2 separate regions of the Anas platyrhynchos genome follow, and region 2 is linked to region 1. The links are chromatin contacts, called in public Hi-C maps. All regions are on one chromosome and are shown on one strand. Each heading gives the region's core, a stretch centred on a gene start, on an enhancer-like site or on the middle of the called end of the contact. The rest is flanking DNA. Distances are from core to core; before and after follow the strand shown. Region 1 holds the start of NSD3 (nuclear receptor binding SET domain protein 3). Region 2 holds the start of ERLIN2 (ER lipid raft associated 2).

Region 1 (3,180 bases), core at 328-2,827:
TAATCCAGCTCGGTGCCCGTTACACAGCCGGGAGCTCACAGAGGCCTCGTCCCGGGGCGTCCCGGGGGGGCTGGGCCTAGGCCCGGGCCTACCGGTACCGGGCTCGGGCTCGGTCCGCCAGCGCCGTCCCATCACGCCCTGCGCCGGCCGCTCTAGCCTAAGCGCGGCTCTCTATGGTTCCCCCCCCCCCGCATCAATGCGTCGCGGCCGCTTCGGCGGGAGCCAATCGGGAGGCGCAGCCGCGGCCCTGCCGGCGGACAGCCAATGGGAGAACAGGGGGCGGGGCGCAACCCGAGGTGCCCCGTGGGGAAGGGAGGTGATTGGTGGGGACGCGCGAGGGGGGGAGTGACGTCACGGGGCGGGGCGTGGCGGCGGCGCGAGGAGCGGCGGCGGGGACGGGGCGGGACGGGAGGGGGCGGCGCGGCCCGTTCGGCCCCGTTAAGGCCCCATTAAGTCCCGTTTAGGCCCTATTGGGCCCGTAAGGCCCCGTTAAGCCCCATTAGGACCTGTTAGGCCCCATTAGGCTCCATTAAGCCCCGTTAGGCCCAGTTCAGGCCCCATTAGGCCCCATTGAGGCCTTGTTGGGCCCCGCTAGGCCCCAGTTAGGCCTCGTCCAGACCCCGTTCGCCCCGTTAAGCCCCATTCAGGTCCCGTCCGACCCTGTTTAGGCCCAGTTCAAACCCAGTTAGGCCCCATTCAGACCCTGTTAGCCCCATTAAGCCCCATTCAGACCCAGTTTGACCCCATTGGGCCCCATCCAGGCCCTGTTTGCCCCATTAGGCCCTTTTGCACAGGCGGGTTTGGGCGGGTCTCTTAATAAATAAATAAATAAATAGATAGATAAATAAATAAATAACAAGGAATTGGGAAACGGGTGAGAAGCGAGGCAGGCAGCTCCCGAGGCCGGCCGCCAGAGGTCTCTCGCTGCATTTCCCATCGGGGCTGGTCTCCAAGCCCTTAAGTTCTGGGAAAAAAAAACTCCCCGCCGCTCCTCCAGATCGGTTTTTACGATCAAAAACATTTCTGCGGTGTCAGTGCGGGCTGTGCAACGGTACGGCTTGGTGCCCGAGTGCTTTGTGCTGCTAACGGCCGTTCTGCTCCCATGGGATTTCTTTCCTTAGGAGGCTAAGGAGGGTCAAGGTGCTGCTGTGAAGCCTCCCTGGCATGGATTCAGTGTTAGCTCTGGGGGCAGCTTCCCAACCAAGCAGCCGTTTCACATAAAAACTTGGGAACAGGCAAAAGTGGCGTGTGAGAAAGCTGAACAGGGAAAAACTGAGGAGAAAAATGGAGGAGGATGAGGATTGCTGTCAGGAGGAGTCAGTGGGAAGCAGCAGCTGTGCTCCCACCCCGCAGCCACGAGAAGATCAGCAGCAGCCCAGCAACTGCGGGCACTCGGGGCTACAAATGCACAGCAGGGAGAGGAACAGAAAAGGGAAGGGGTAGGGGAAGGCTTTGGGGCCAGCTTGTAGTTCCCCCAGAACTACATCCCCCAGCATGCCCCGCGGCGGGCCCCCCTCCGGCGCAGCCAATGGGAGGCGGCGTCGCGCGCAGGCGCGGCTCAGAGCGGCGGGGGAGCGGCGGGGGGCGGAGGCGGCGGCGCGGGAGCGGGGCCGGGGCCGGGGCCGGGGGCTCGGAGCGGCGCGGGGCGGGCCCGGGGCGGCCCCGCAGCGCAGCGCAGCGCCTCACCCCCCGCCCGCCTCACCCCGCCGCCCGCCCGGCGCCTCCCCGCGGCCGCGCAGCCCTCCCGGGGCGGGGCCCGGCGGCAGCGGCGGCGGCGGCGGCGGGGGCGCGGAACTCGAGGCCCGGGCTGCGGCCTGCGGGCAACGGGCGGCGGCGGCGGCGGCCTGACGGGACGGGACGGGCCGGGCCGGGCCCCGCCGCCCCCGCCGCCGGCCTTTGTCTCCTCGGGGCTCGGCGGGGGCGGTTAGAATGGAACTGACGGAAGGTGAGGGCGGGGGCGGCGCGGGCGGGCACCGGGGGGCGGCGGCGCCATGTTCGCGGCGGGCACGGAGCGGAGCGGCCGGGGCGGGCCCGGCACGGCTCGGACAGGCCCCGAGAGCGGCTTCGGGGCCGCTGGGCCGCGCCTGGAGCCTGCCCGCGGCGCCGCTCCGTGCCCCGGTGCCTTGGGGCCGTGTCCGTGGGTCCCTGGCCGTGTCCGTGGGTCCCGCTCCCTGGGTCCCGGTTCCCCCCCGAGGCTCGGGGCACGGCCTGGAGGCGGCTGCGGGGCGCTGAGGGGAGGCTCAGCCGCGGCCTGGGGGCTCCCGGGGCTGTTGGGGGGGCTGGGAGCCTCGGGGAGCTGCTCGGAGCCTGCCCCAGCCGCAGCACGAGCGGCTCAGGGGCTCTGTGGTGTTTGCTCGCAGCCTTTGGGTGATTTTGGCCCCGCAGCGCTGCCGGGGATTGGGGGGGTGCAGGGGCTGTGGGGCCGTGGGGCTGTTAGCCCGGCCTCCGTGCGTGTGAGCGGGTTGTGATTCACACAGCGCTCGGTGCTGCCAAAGCTCTGACTCCTGGTGTTGTGTGGATATCGGGCTCTGAGCCTCCCCAGAGAGCCAGAGGGTTTCCTCCATGTCCCTCGCTTGAGTCCTGAGGCTCTTCAGAACAAGCGAGTGCCCCACGCTCCTGTTACCCCTTCTGTTTCTAAATGCACAGTGTTTGTGTGAGGTGGCTGCTTCCATTCCCCCGCGGGAAGCTCGGTAACAGTGGCCGTGTCAGAGCCCTCTGGCAGACGGGGCTGATTCTCCTGGCACTCAGAACCTGTGGGAAGGTGCCCAGGGAGGTGCCCAGCCTCACCGCGAGCTCTAAACGGTGAGCAAAGTTTGTCAGGAGGCCTCTGATTCACCTGCGGTGCCTGCTGGAGGAGGCTGCTCGGGCCAGCTGAAGTCAGTCCCAATCCACAGGTGCAATTTGTAGGTGCTGACGAGTCTGCGCCCAGCTGGAAACTGGGCACGGGCCTAGGGTGTGGAAGTGGAAATACTGCGGGGTTTTGTACAGGTATCCAGGACAAAACGAGACAGAGCAGCCCGTGAACACCCAACGCAGCAGTACCTACAGGTGGTCGCTGCACTCCTGCCTCGTGCTGAGTTATTTCTCAAAGCGTAGGGGCTGTAGTGCCCTGGGAGGTGGCTCCCCAGCCGGTTTTGATGCAGCTGTAGAAAAAGCACGGGCACGGTTGGGTCTAGTGAG
Region 2 (3,026 bases), core at 452-2,951, 170 kb after region 1:
TGGGACAGAGGGACACCACGGGCTGGGAGCTCACGGGGGAAGGCTCCTGGCTCAGTCACAGCAGCAAGAAACACAGAGCCAGACTGAAACGAGGAAAGCACCACAAGAGAAGGCTGCATCACAACCACCCACTTCATTCAGGGGAGTTTTAATTATTGCTGGTATTTCATCGCATCCCAATCAATATTCTGCCACATGCCTTGTAAGCAGAGTGACACCTTTATACCAGCAGCCCTCGCTGCATTATCTGCGAGTCTCTGTCCTGCACACACACACACAAAAAAAAAAAGCCTGCCCTGGTCATTCTCTTTGTGCGTCAGACTCCAGCCTTCTGCCCTCAGACACCCCGTCTCCCCTGCCCCTTGCACACCTCGTTATTCAAATTAGAAGTTTATCAGCAGGATCCTCGGGGGTCACAGGGGAAGAGCTCACCTGCACTTTGGATCAGGAAATTCACCACCTCAATTCGGTCAAAATAAATCATCACTCCTCCGCTGCAGAAGGAAGCAGAAGGAAAACGAAAGGGGGAAGTTTGCTGGAGGCCACGAGCTCTGCCCTGCCGCCGGTGTGTGAGCGGGGCACACTCCCCTCTAGCGGGGGAGCGCAGCACTCGCACCTCCGGCAGGCACCGCTGCGACACCACGGCAGGGACCTGGGACAGGCTGCTGGTGCCTCCAGGAGCAGGAGCCAGGCTTCGAAAAATCATCTTTTTAGAGGAAACTCCATGGAAATACAACCCCCCGATCCCTGACCTATTTAATACCAAGCAATCCACTTTCCTGCTGTGCTCCAGTTCAGGCAAGCACAGTAGGAGTATCTTACTTACAGAAAGGATATAATTTTAATATTAAATTCTTGCCCATAAGTTGGTACGAAAAAGATGATTGTGGAAGGTGCAGCCTGTTTGTGGCAGAAGGTAACTGCACTGAGAACTAGAGTACCAAGTCCTGCGGCACCTGCATTAACGCCAAATGTGGAAGCTCAGGGAGTCGGGTAGGGCTGGAGGTGGGAGATGGAGCTCCTGAGGAGCAGGACATGCATTTTAAAGCAAATTTGTGTTTAAAGTACATTGGGGTGAGGAAGGGGATAGGGAAAAGGCCCTAAAAGAGCCCAGCAAAATCAGGGAAGCGCAGGGACAGAAGCCAAGCGACTCACCTGGTCCCGCAGGGCACATTTTTCACCTCATCCGTCTGCAGCGTGGTCTGCACAGAGAAATACTTCAGAAAACCCCCTCTGGAGCCAGGCCTCCCACAGCAAACGGGGCTGGGCCCGGTCCCCCGAACACCCCCAAACCCCCCTGGTCCCCCTGAACCCCCCCCCCCAGCCTCACCTGCACCGACTTGTAGGACGTGATGAAGGGCAGCATGAGGTGGAAGCCGGGCCCGCTGGTGGAGGTGAGCAGCGCCCCGCCGCTGAGGAGAGAAGGGACAGGGAGAGAAACGCGGCCGTCAGCGGCAGCCCCGCACCGGGCCGGGCCTCGCTCAGCCGGCCCGGGGGGAGACCGCAGCGGCCGCCTCACCGGTAATAGACGCCGATGTGGCCCTCCTCGATCTTGTGGATGGCGGAGAGGAAGGCGGCGGCCAAGCAGCCGAGGCACAGAGCGGCGGCGGCCCCCAGCTGGGCCATGCCCGGCCTCGGCGGGACGCGGCTGCCGCTGCCCGCCCGCCGCGCGTCATCAGCCGGCGCCCGCCGCCGCCCGTGGGGAGCCGCCGGGGGGCGCCGCAGGGCCCGGAGATCCCAGGGCCGCGGGTTCGAGACCCGCCCGGGTCTCCGCGCAGCCCCCGCTCAGTGGGGAGGGGGAGATGTGGGGGCACAGCGGGACCTGCAGCATCCTGGGTGGGTGTTGAGGACGGGGAGAGCCCCTCACAGGAGGTTCTTCTATGAACTGAGCTCTTCCTCATGTGTATGAAGCACCACACTGAGCCCCTGGGCACTGCTGAGCCCCCACCGGGGTCTTGTGTCCAGAGAGACCCCCTCACAAGAGGTTCTGCCATGAACTGAGCTCTTCCTCATGTACATGAAGCACCACGCTGACCCCCTGAGCACTGCTGAGCCCCCACCAGGGTCCTGAGGCCTCTCAGAGGAGGTTCTGCCATGAACTGAGCTCTTGCTTGCATGCACAAAGCACCACGCTGACCCCCCTGGGCACTGTTGAGCCCCCACCTGGGCCTTGCGTCTCAAAAGACCCCCTCAGAGGAGCTTCTCCCATGAATTGACCTCTTGGTTGCATGCACAAAGCACCACGCTGCCCCCCATGGCACTGCCAAGCCCCCACTTGGGCCTTGTGCCCAGAGAGACCCCCTCAGAGGAGGTTCTCCCATGAACTGCCCTCTTGCTCGCACACACGAAGCACCACACTGTCCCCCCAGGCATTACCAAACCCCCAGCCAGCCCCAAGGCCACCCAGCAGGGTCTGTGCCCCCCGACGAGCCCCCCATGGCCTCCCCGCCGGGGCTCGGCTCTCCCACAGCAATCTGTTCCCCATCTGGACCAGGCCAGACCGAGGGGCAATAACGGGGAAAGTGACAGAGCACGCAAAGATATATTAAATCTTCCGCATCTATAATTGTTGAAGGGGACTTAAAAAACATAGGAGAGACGTATAAAATGTCAATAAAGTAAAATAATTTGATCTTTACAGTTGATAGATCTCCTAGGGTTATATATAACAAACCTGTCAGAAGGATTCAGCGCCGTTTAGAAGTAGGGAATGAAATATCTGCTATATTTGTCAATCCAAATTTTACAGCTCTTAAATAAGCGCAAAAGGGCGCCAGAGATGAAATACACCCTGTATTAGATTTTTTTAAAAAATGCTTGCCCAGATTTAAGGCCCTGATAAAATGTATTAAATCTTTAAAGGTTTTAATGAATCTAGTATGTGTTTCATAAATCAAGAGCCTCTGCTCAGCCCCCTCTCAGTTTAATAAGGGTAAACTAGGAAATTGCTCTGAGCTGAAGCAAAATACATTCATATAATATTGAAAAGTAATAGATTTTTAAATGTGGGGTGTTCTGGCTCGCAG

The links. A called contact is a pair of places that touch in the nucleus more often than the background predicts.
Region 2: a contact with region 1 is called in a Hi-C map of liver, with 4 times the contacts expected there. The contact joins the promoter of ERLIN2 here to the promoter of NSD3 in region 1. A contact is called at or near these places in 2 of 8 Hi-C or Micro-C datasets (liver and skeletal muscle).

Annotation. Positions count from the first base shown.
Region 1 is chr23:682,251-685,430 of IASCAAS_PekinDuck_T2T, forward strand. It overlaps NSD3 (nuclear receptor binding SET domain protein 3), which reads left to right and starts at 1,578. Exons shown (of 23, transcript XM_038166846.2): 1 at 1,578-1,945. LOC139999362 (a long non-coding RNA gene) reads right to left here and starts at 255. Exons shown (of 2, transcript XR_011804751.1): 1 at 1-255.
Region 2 is chr23:854,786-857,811 of IASCAAS_PekinDuck_T2T, forward strand. ERLIN2 (ER lipid raft associated 2) reads right to left here and starts at 1,702. Exons shown (of 11, transcript XM_038166908.2): 1 at 1,520-1,702; 2 at 1,331-1,412; 3 at 1,156-1,202; 4 at 433-494. The coding sequence starts at 1,626.